Regions from separate parts of the Anas platyrhynchos genome. Here region 1 is linked to region 2. The links are chromatin contacts, called in public Hi-C maps. All regions are on one chromosome and are shown on one strand. Each heading gives the region's core, a stretch centred on a gene start, on an enhancer-like site or on the middle of the called end of the contact. The rest is flanking DNA. Distances are from core to core; before and after follow the strand shown.

The links. A called contact is a pair of places that touch in the nucleus more often than the background predicts.
Region 1: a contact with region 2 is called in a Hi-C map of F5 follicle, with 2.4 times the contacts expected there. The contact joins the promoter of ATP6V0D1 here to the enhancer-like site in region 2. A contact is called at or near these places in 4 of 8 Hi-C or Micro-C datasets (F5 follicle, liver, skeletal muscle and 1 more).

Annotation. Positions count from the first base shown.
Region 1 is chr12:12,427,617-12,431,621 of IASCAAS_PekinDuck_T2T, reverse strand. It overlaps ATP6V0D1 (ATPase H+ transporting V0 subunit d1), which reads left to right and starts at 1,353. Exons shown (of 8, transcript XM_038185364.2): 1 at 1,353-1,586. The coding sequence starts at 1,454. It overlaps AGRP (agouti related neuropeptide), which reads left to right. Exons shown (of 4, transcript XM_005025673.6): 4 at 1-182. The coding sequence ends at 80. LOC106018992 (a long non-coding RNA gene) reads left to right here and starts at 3,435. Exons shown (of 3, transcript XR_011812167.1): 1 at 3,435-4,005.
Region 2 is chr12:12,258,677-12,262,741 of IASCAAS_PekinDuck_T2T, reverse strand. KCTD19 (potassium channel tetramerization domain containing 19) reads right to left here. Exons shown (of 19, transcript XR_011812313.1): 14 at 3,920-4,065; 15 at 2,785-2,939; 16 at 2,465-2,566; 17 at 1,988-2,082; 18 at 1,252-1,382; 19 at 1,020-1,147. It overlaps PLEKHG4 (pleckstrin homology and RhoGEF domain containing G4), which reads left to right. Exons shown (of 23, transcript XM_038185463.2): 23 at 1-1,105. Among named protein-coding and RNA genes, the nearest start is that of LRRC36, 19 kb to the right of the region's middle. Within about 2 kb of position 2,736, at least 5 of the 8 cell types and tissues checked have an H3K27ac peak or open chromatin away from gene starts, as enhancers often do. A contact at or near this core is called in F5 follicle and subcutaneous adipose tissue, where this site is marked.

The DNA of each region.
Region 1 (4,005 bases), core at 104-2,603, 170 kb before region 2:
CCACCTGCTACTGCCGCTTCTTCAACGCTTTCTGCTACTGCAGGAAGATCAGCACCAATTTCCCCTGTGGCAAGAACTAGTGCCGCCGGGCTGCCCGCTCCTCGCCCCTCAGGGCCGCTACGGGCCTCTCCCCACAAGCCTCTTCCTCTGCAGCTCCAATAAAGCAGCCGATAGCAAACCCATCACTGAGCGAGACTGGGGCTGGTGTCCTGCTCGGGGTGACAGGGGTGGGCAGGGACCTCCTGGTGTCACCCGGTGCTACCCTGCTCCAGCAGGGCCACCCAGTGCCAAGCCCAGGTGGGTTTGGAGACCTCTGATGATGGAGACCCCGTGGCCACTCTGGGTGACCTGTGCCTGCGCTCAGCCACCGGCATTGCACAGAAACACTTCCCGATGGGAAGTGCCTCCCCACCGGGGGGGCTCCGGTGTGATGTGTGGGGCTGTACTGGGGTGGGGGGCTGAGGATCCCCTTAGATTCCCCACAGGGTGCCTCAGGCTTCCCCCTGGGTCCCCTCAGGCTCCCCCTTAGGACTCCCCCTAAGATCCCCTCAGAATCCCCCCAGACTCCCCTCTAAGACTCCAATTACCCCTCAGTCTCCCCTTAATACTCCCCCTAAGACCCCCTCAGGCTCCTCTCTGACTCCCCATCAGCCTCAGTCTCCCCCAGACTCCTCTCAGAGTCCCCTCAGCCTTCCCCTAAGATCCCTTCAGAATCCCCCTCAGGCTCCCCTCAGACCCTCCCCTAAGACTCTCTCTGACCCCCCTCAGCCTCTCCCTTAGGACTCCCCCTAAGATCTACTCAGAATCCCCTCAGACTCCCCTCTAAGACTCCAATTCCCCTCAGTGTCCCTTTAATATTCCCCCTAAAACCCCCTCAGGCTCCTCTGTGACCCCCCTCAGACTCCCCCAGGGTCCCCTCAGGATTCTCTTTAAGACTCCTCAGCCTCTCCCTCAGGCTCCCCCTTAGGACTCCCCCTAAGATCCCCTCAGAATCCCCCCAGACTCCCCTCTAAGACTCCAATTACCCCTCAGTTTCCCCTCTACGACTCCAATTCCCCTCAGTCTCCCCTAAATACTCCCCCTAAGACCCCCTCAGCCTCCTCTCTGACTCCCCCTCAGGCTTCCCCTCAGCGTTCCCTCAGCCTCCTCCTAAGACCCCCTCATGATCCCCCTCACACCCCCTGAGTCTCCTCTTAAAACTCCCCCTAAAACCCTTTCAGCCTCCTCCCCCAACCTTCCCTAACCCCTCCCTCCCTCCCTTTTTCAAAATTCCCCCAAAACCACCCCAAATCCCCTCCCCTCCGCCCGAACCCCTCCCTCCCCGCGCAGGGCCCGCCGGGCCGGTGAAGCGGGCGGGGCTGCGGCCGGCGTCAGGCGAGCGGCCGGGGGAAGGGGAAGGGGAGGGAAGGGAAGGGAAAAGGAAGGCGAAGAGAGGAAAGGAGGCGCTGCCGCCATGATGTCGTGTTGCCCCGAGCTCCACTTCAACGTGGACAACGGCTACCTGGAGGGGCTGGTGCGAGGCTTCAAGGCGGGCGTGCTGCGGCACGGCGACTACGTGAACCTGGTGCAGTGCGAGAGCCTGGAGGGTGAGCTATTGGGGGGGTGGGGGGTCGGGTCCTTGTCGTGTGTTTGCTTATTTATTTGTTTATGACGTTTTTAGATGTATATTTTTAAGTTTTTTGTGCTCCAAGCCTCGTCTAACCTTGCCTTCAGCACCCCCAGCCTGTCTGGGTGACCTGCTTCAGGGCCTCCCTGCCCTCAGAGGGAAGGATTTCCTCCTCATATCCGACCTAAATCTCCCCTCTTTCAGCCCAAGCCCGCTCCCCCTCGTCCTCGTCATCTGCCCAAGCAAATTGTCCCTCTCCAGCCCTTTTATACGCTCTCCGTGAGGTGTCCCCACAGCCTCCTCTTCCCCAGGCTGAACACCCCCATCTCCCTCAGCCTTCCATCACGGCAGAGCTGCTCCAGCCCCTTAGGCACCTTCGAGTCCCTGCTCTGGACCTGCTCCCACAGCCCCACGTCCTCCTCGTGCTGGGGGCTCCAGCCCTGGACAGAATCACGGAATTGTCGAGGTTGGAAGAGACCTCGGGATTATCGAGTCATCGAGCACGCAGCACTCCAGGTGGGGTCTCACAAGGGCAGAGCAGAGGGGGACAATCCCCTCCCTGCCCTGCTGCCCACCCCTTTTTTAATGCAGCCCAGGATGCAGTTGGCTTTCTGGGCTGCGAGCACACACTGCTGCCTCACAGCGAGCTTTTCGTCCACCAGAACCCCCAAGTCCGTCTCTGCAGGGCTGCTCTCAGTGAGTTCTTCTCCCCAGCCTGTCCTCACGTCTGGGATTGCCCCCACCCAGGTGCAGCACCTTGCACTTGGCCTTGTTGAACCTCGTTAGGTTTATGTGGGCCCAATTCTCCAGCTTGTCCAGGTCCTTTTCGATGCCATCCCTTCCTTCTGGTGTACCGACTGCACCGCTTGGTTGTGGCCATCCCACCCCAGCTGGTTGGTGCCGCGCTGCTCTCTGTGCCATCGTTCCATCCTAGGTGCCAGGAGGATCTGCCTGTAACCCACAAACACCAACACCTGCTCCCTAGTGAAACGGGTCGGAGACACGCGTGTCTTTAGGTGTCAGTGGCACAGCAATGGTTGGATTTGCTAAACTTCTGAAAATGCCAGGGAACTGCTGGCGAGCTGAAGGTGAGGCAGCAGTGTGCCCTGGCAGCCAGGAGGGCCAAATGTACCCTGGGGTGCACCAAGCATGGCATCGCCAGTTGGATGAGGGAAGGGATTGTCCCTCTGGTGCAGCCTCACGTCGAGCACTGTGTGCAGTTCTGGGCACCACAGCACAAAAAGGACGTGAAACTGTTGGAGAGTGTCCAGAGGAGGGCTGCAAAGATGGTGAAGGGCCTAGAGGGGAAGATATATGAGGAGCGGATGAAGTCACTTGGTCTGTTCAGCCTGGAAAAGAGGAGGCTGAGGGGAGACCTCATCATGGTCTACAACTTCCTCGCGAAGGGAAGTGGAGGGGCAGGCGCCGATCGGTTTTCTTTAGTGACCAGCGATAGGACCTGAGGGAATGGAGTCAAGATGCAACAGGGGAGGTTCAGGCTGGACATCAGGAAGAGGTTCTTCACCAAGAGGGTGGTCGCACACTGGAACAGGCTGCTCAGGGACACAGTCACAGCACCGAGCCCACTGGAGTTGGAGAACCCTTTGGACTGTGCTCTCAGTCATATGGTCTGAATTGCTGGGTGGATCTGTGTGGTGCAAGGAACTGCACTCGGTGGCCCTGGTGGGTCCCTTCCAGCTCGGGGTACTCTCTGAAGTGTCAGCTCTGTCTCGGTCACTGCTGAGCGATTCAGATGCAAGCTCAGCACCTGGGAGGGTCCTTGGCAGGTGGACTTTGGTTGTGTGTACCTGGAGCTGCTCACCCAGGCGTTAGAGAACAGAATGGGAACAGAATGCTCTCGCTTGCTTCAGCCTTTGTGTACCTTAAAAGTATCTGTAATACCTTTATGTAGGGCAGAAGCTTATTTTCAGCAGACTGCTGCAAGCAGAGAGCTGCAGAGGAGCCTTTATTGTTCTTGCTGTGGAGCGCAGGGCCCGAAGGAGTGTGTCGGGAGGTATTCCTGCAGCCTTGCTAGTCAGCAGCCCAAAACTGTATCCCCGCGGACTAATTCCTCTTTGGGGTGTTTCTGTATTTTCAGCTTCTCCTTTTTCTCTCCCTTCTCTTTGCCTTCTTAACCCAGTTGCGTAAACTTGGCTCCTCCTGTGGTGCCTTCTGCATGTGAAGTGGCTCAGGACAGCGTGATTATCGTGGTGTCATTATCATCCTGCCCCTGATGGCTCTCTGCTGGCTGCTGTGCTCCTTGTCAAGCCTCATTCAGACCTCGAGGGCTGTTCTGAGCTGCTGCTGTTCTCGTTCCTCTTCTGCCTGGCTCCTGCAGAAGGCTTTCCTTCAAGGAACGTTGCTTGTGATCGCTTACGTAGGTCTGTGGTCAGACCATT
Region 2 (4,065 bases), core at 1,487-3,986:
TGGGTGAGGAGGACACAGCTCCCCTATTCCAAGGTCCTCTCCTCCTGGTTTGTGCCACTCAGCCCCCACAGGCAGATTCCAGCCACACGAGGTGAATGACAAAGTTCAGCCTGCAGCGTGCCTTGTCCCAGGGGCCAGGCTGTGCCCCAGGATTTGGGGTGCTGGGGACTGGCCGCTTGCTTTGCTGCTGACCTAGCCCCTCTCCAGGTCCTTACTCTTGGTCCATTCAGCGTTGCTTGTTTGAGGAGGTTTGGGTGGTGGTGGCATCTGAGACAACAGCTTCTGAGTATCTAGGTTTAGTGCAAAGCTCGACCTTAACTGCGTGATGTCTGAAGTAGGACAACGTAACTGCAGGACAGCTGTGTCCTGCGTCCCAAAGGTGCCTGTTAATGCAGAGTAACGTCAAAGCTCCCTGCAGGGCTGTGATGCTGTCTTGGTGCTCTTGGAGGAAAGTTGAAGATCAGCAATTTTCTGGAAGCTGCCAAGCTCCTGCTTACTCCTGGTTTGTGAAGTGCTGTAAATCAGCATCCCCCAGACACAAGAGAAACGGTGTCAAATTTGGCCTTTATGGAGCAGGGATTTTTTCAGTTGCAGTTTCACCCGTAGCTGCTGCTGGGGTGGAGAAGCTGCTTGGTCCCCGCAGTGCGTTGCTGTAGTCTCAGATGTAAACCCTCATAGCCACGTGAGTTACCCTCCGCGTATAAACTATGTTCATTCAAGTCTGGAAATTCCTGTACTGTACATAAAACACTTGTTTAATAAGCCGAATGTTTTTTAAAACTTGTTCTTTTTTTAGACAGCAAATAGAGCACAGTTGACACCTTTGTACAAAATTGTGTGGGAAACAGTTGCACAGGGAAGATTTTAGAAGTTACTATTTTAAAATAAGTAAGTTAATGCAAGATTTTGGGCTGCCAAGACAGTAATAGCTCATGTCACAAGAGGGAAAGAAGTTACTAATGCGACAAAAGGAACATGAAATTTTCTGAATTTCTCAAAAGGTTTTTACATTGCTGGAAAAAAAAAAAAACTTTAATGTTTACCTGATGCTGTTTTTTCAGGGTTTGATTGATTTGTCTAATAAAGGTTATTTTCTTTATATGAATCTTGTTTGCATGGTATGTTGATTTCAGTGTGGGAACCTGGGCTGCAGAAGAGGAAAGAGGTGTGCCTTGAGAAAAGCAGTTGTCCCCAGGGCATCTAAATGCCCTCTCAAAATGCTGGTGTAAGATTGAAATAACGTTTCCTTACCGAGTTGTTAGATGGATGGAAGTGATGTTTACTTGCTCTAGTTCACAGGGTGAGAACAGCGTCAGCTCTGCTCTGCAGAACTGCAGAGATTTTAGAGCAGGAATAGCAAAGCGCTGTGTCTGCACAAAGTGCTTAAAAGGAAACACGAAGTAACTGCTGGAGAACTGAGGTTATTATTTCCCCCACCTCTCCCCACCCCCAAAAATTATATATTATATATATATATATATAAACAGATAATAACAAAGGTGTTAGCAGAAAGAGTGGGTTCTCTTACTCATTTTCAGTAACTAAAGCCACAGGGCAGGGGTAAGCTTTTACCCAGCTCCTGTCCCAGCATTTTCTAATTCAGGGTTCCAGGGAGTCACCTGAGTGAGAGCTTCTCTGCATCCCCAGGCAGGAGTTAGGGGAGCAGTGTCACGGAAAACGTGCATGGCCATCTAGGCAGACCAAAACACAGCAACAGTAGGTGGTGTTTTTTTTTCTTTTCTTTTTTTTTTTTTTTCTGGTAAATAAACCTAACTCATGACCAGTAAGTGGTAGCACATAAGACAGCTACTTTGCTCCCTAAAGCTGACAGCTGACAAAAGGCACACCTCTTTCCTATTCTGAAAATTCTTAACTAAATGAAGGTACTGTTCAAAAAAACCAAAAAAGCTCAGATGAGATGTTTATCCCTCTCACACACCACAATGAAAACATTTCAAAAAACTTTATTAAGAGTCTGTAAACTTACATTTCCAAGGCAAAGTATGAGACGGATCTAGCAAGCCCTCTCTCTATCAGTAAATCGAGGCAGCGGCTGTACTTCCACGCAAATGGCAAGGTAAACTGAAAAGGCACAAAAACAAGGTCACCGTTAAATCCCCTGCTGACTGCAGAACAGCAGCATCGCTGATTCCTTGCTGCATATTTCTTAAACATCCTAGAAGTCTTCCACCTACTTTTTGTGGACAAACTTATAAATTAGCAGCACAGTTTTAAACTTTTATTAAGGCTATATATTACACTAGTCAATTAACGTGCTGGGAGAATCATTTTGCAACACATTATTCCCCGTAATTCATTTGCAAGCAGCTGGGACGAGAGAACCAGCTTAAGCTGAATGCCAACAGTAATAATAAAAATAAAAAAAACACCCCCCCAACACACACTCACACGTGCACAAAAACTCTCAGCCCTACAGCATCACCTGGTGGCGAATGCTACTTACTTCCACCCACTGCAGTAGCTCTTCACGAATCTTCCTGTCCCGTTTAAAATGCTCCGTGTTCAGTAAATCAGCGACAAACTCCTTGGGTGTGAGCTGCTGGGTCTAAAACACAGAACGTGACATCGTCATTCCAGCAAGTAGGGGCTCTTGCTTAATAAGGAGAATTAATTACCCTTGTTGAAACTTCTCAGCAGGCAAGCTGCTAAATGCTCCATCTCACTCTGTTGAAGAGCCCAAGTTTTTATGCCCTGCCACCCATCGGTGGCCTGGGGAAGCTGAGAAACCACAACTCAGCCAAATTGCCATGACCTTGTACCTACCCAAAGCCTGTTCACAAGGGTCATGATCTTGGCTGTGATTTCCTTGGGATCCTTCTGCCTTATGGAGTCCAGGATGACATCAGTCAGGAAAAAGTGGCACTTCCTGGCATAGAATATCTCCTCACGCGAGAGAGAAAAGCGAAGAAAAACGATATCTACAAGAAACAGTTCAAAGAACACAAAAAAGGATGTGGTTACAGCATTCAACATTTCAGTCATCCAACCTTTGGCTTCTTTAACGCCTTTCCTGTCCAAGGTTTTAATGCAATAGAAACGGCCAGTTTTCAAACCTGAGCTCAACTTAAGGGTTTGCCCAAACGAACACTGAATATAGATTTCAGGACATTCACCTTGGGCTTTGTTTCATTTCTTTTCAGCTACATTTAAATGCATGTGTGTTTATACACACACATTATTGGCTTACATACGCACATGTGAGCCACAAGGTGATCACAGGGGTTCACTCTGCCCACCAGAAAGACTCATGCTCACACTCCAAGAAGTCTCAGCTGGAACTGGGCCCCCACAGCACCACAATCACCTTCCCAGACAGGACACAGCAGTGCTCTCGTGCCTGCCCATCTCCAAAGCCTAAGGTCTAGCCCTTCTCCCAGCAATGCAGGAGACAGCTGGGATCAGTACCTGGGATCTGACACAGCACCAGGGAAGGGCCACTGCACTATTCTGCTACAATATTAAAAAAAAAAAAAAAAAGTGTGTGTGTATATTATGTATTTTATATATATAAAATACATATTTCACATCAATAAACAAGTATGCAATGGACTAGGAAGCTGCCTTTCACTCTTGCATATCCTTGAACAATCTGTAACCACCCAGATAATGAGTTTACTGGTTTTCCTCCTTTTTTTTTTTTTCTCCCCGATTCTTTCCAGTTCTGTAGCTCTCTAAAAAATTCAATGCATTAAAGAGCTTCACTGGGAACTATTTAAGACACCTGCAAGGTTAGGCAGCTGCTGTCCTGCTGCTTTGAAGAATTAAGTCTTAGCAGTAGTTAAGCTGCAATAACCCTAGGTACTCAGACAGTCAGAACTGGCAACGAATCACGACAGAGATAATACTAAAAACTCTGCAGCAACATCATTTTTCTTACCTTTTGAACATCCTTTCTTACCTTTGGGTAGTGCTTGAGTGCTTGAATTACCCAGCTGGGTGCCATCCAGCAGAATGCTGTAAACAACACTCTCTTCATTGCACGTATGAAAGCCATCACTGCCTAAAACTGGAGGATGTTCAACTTTAAGAATCAGCCCTACATTT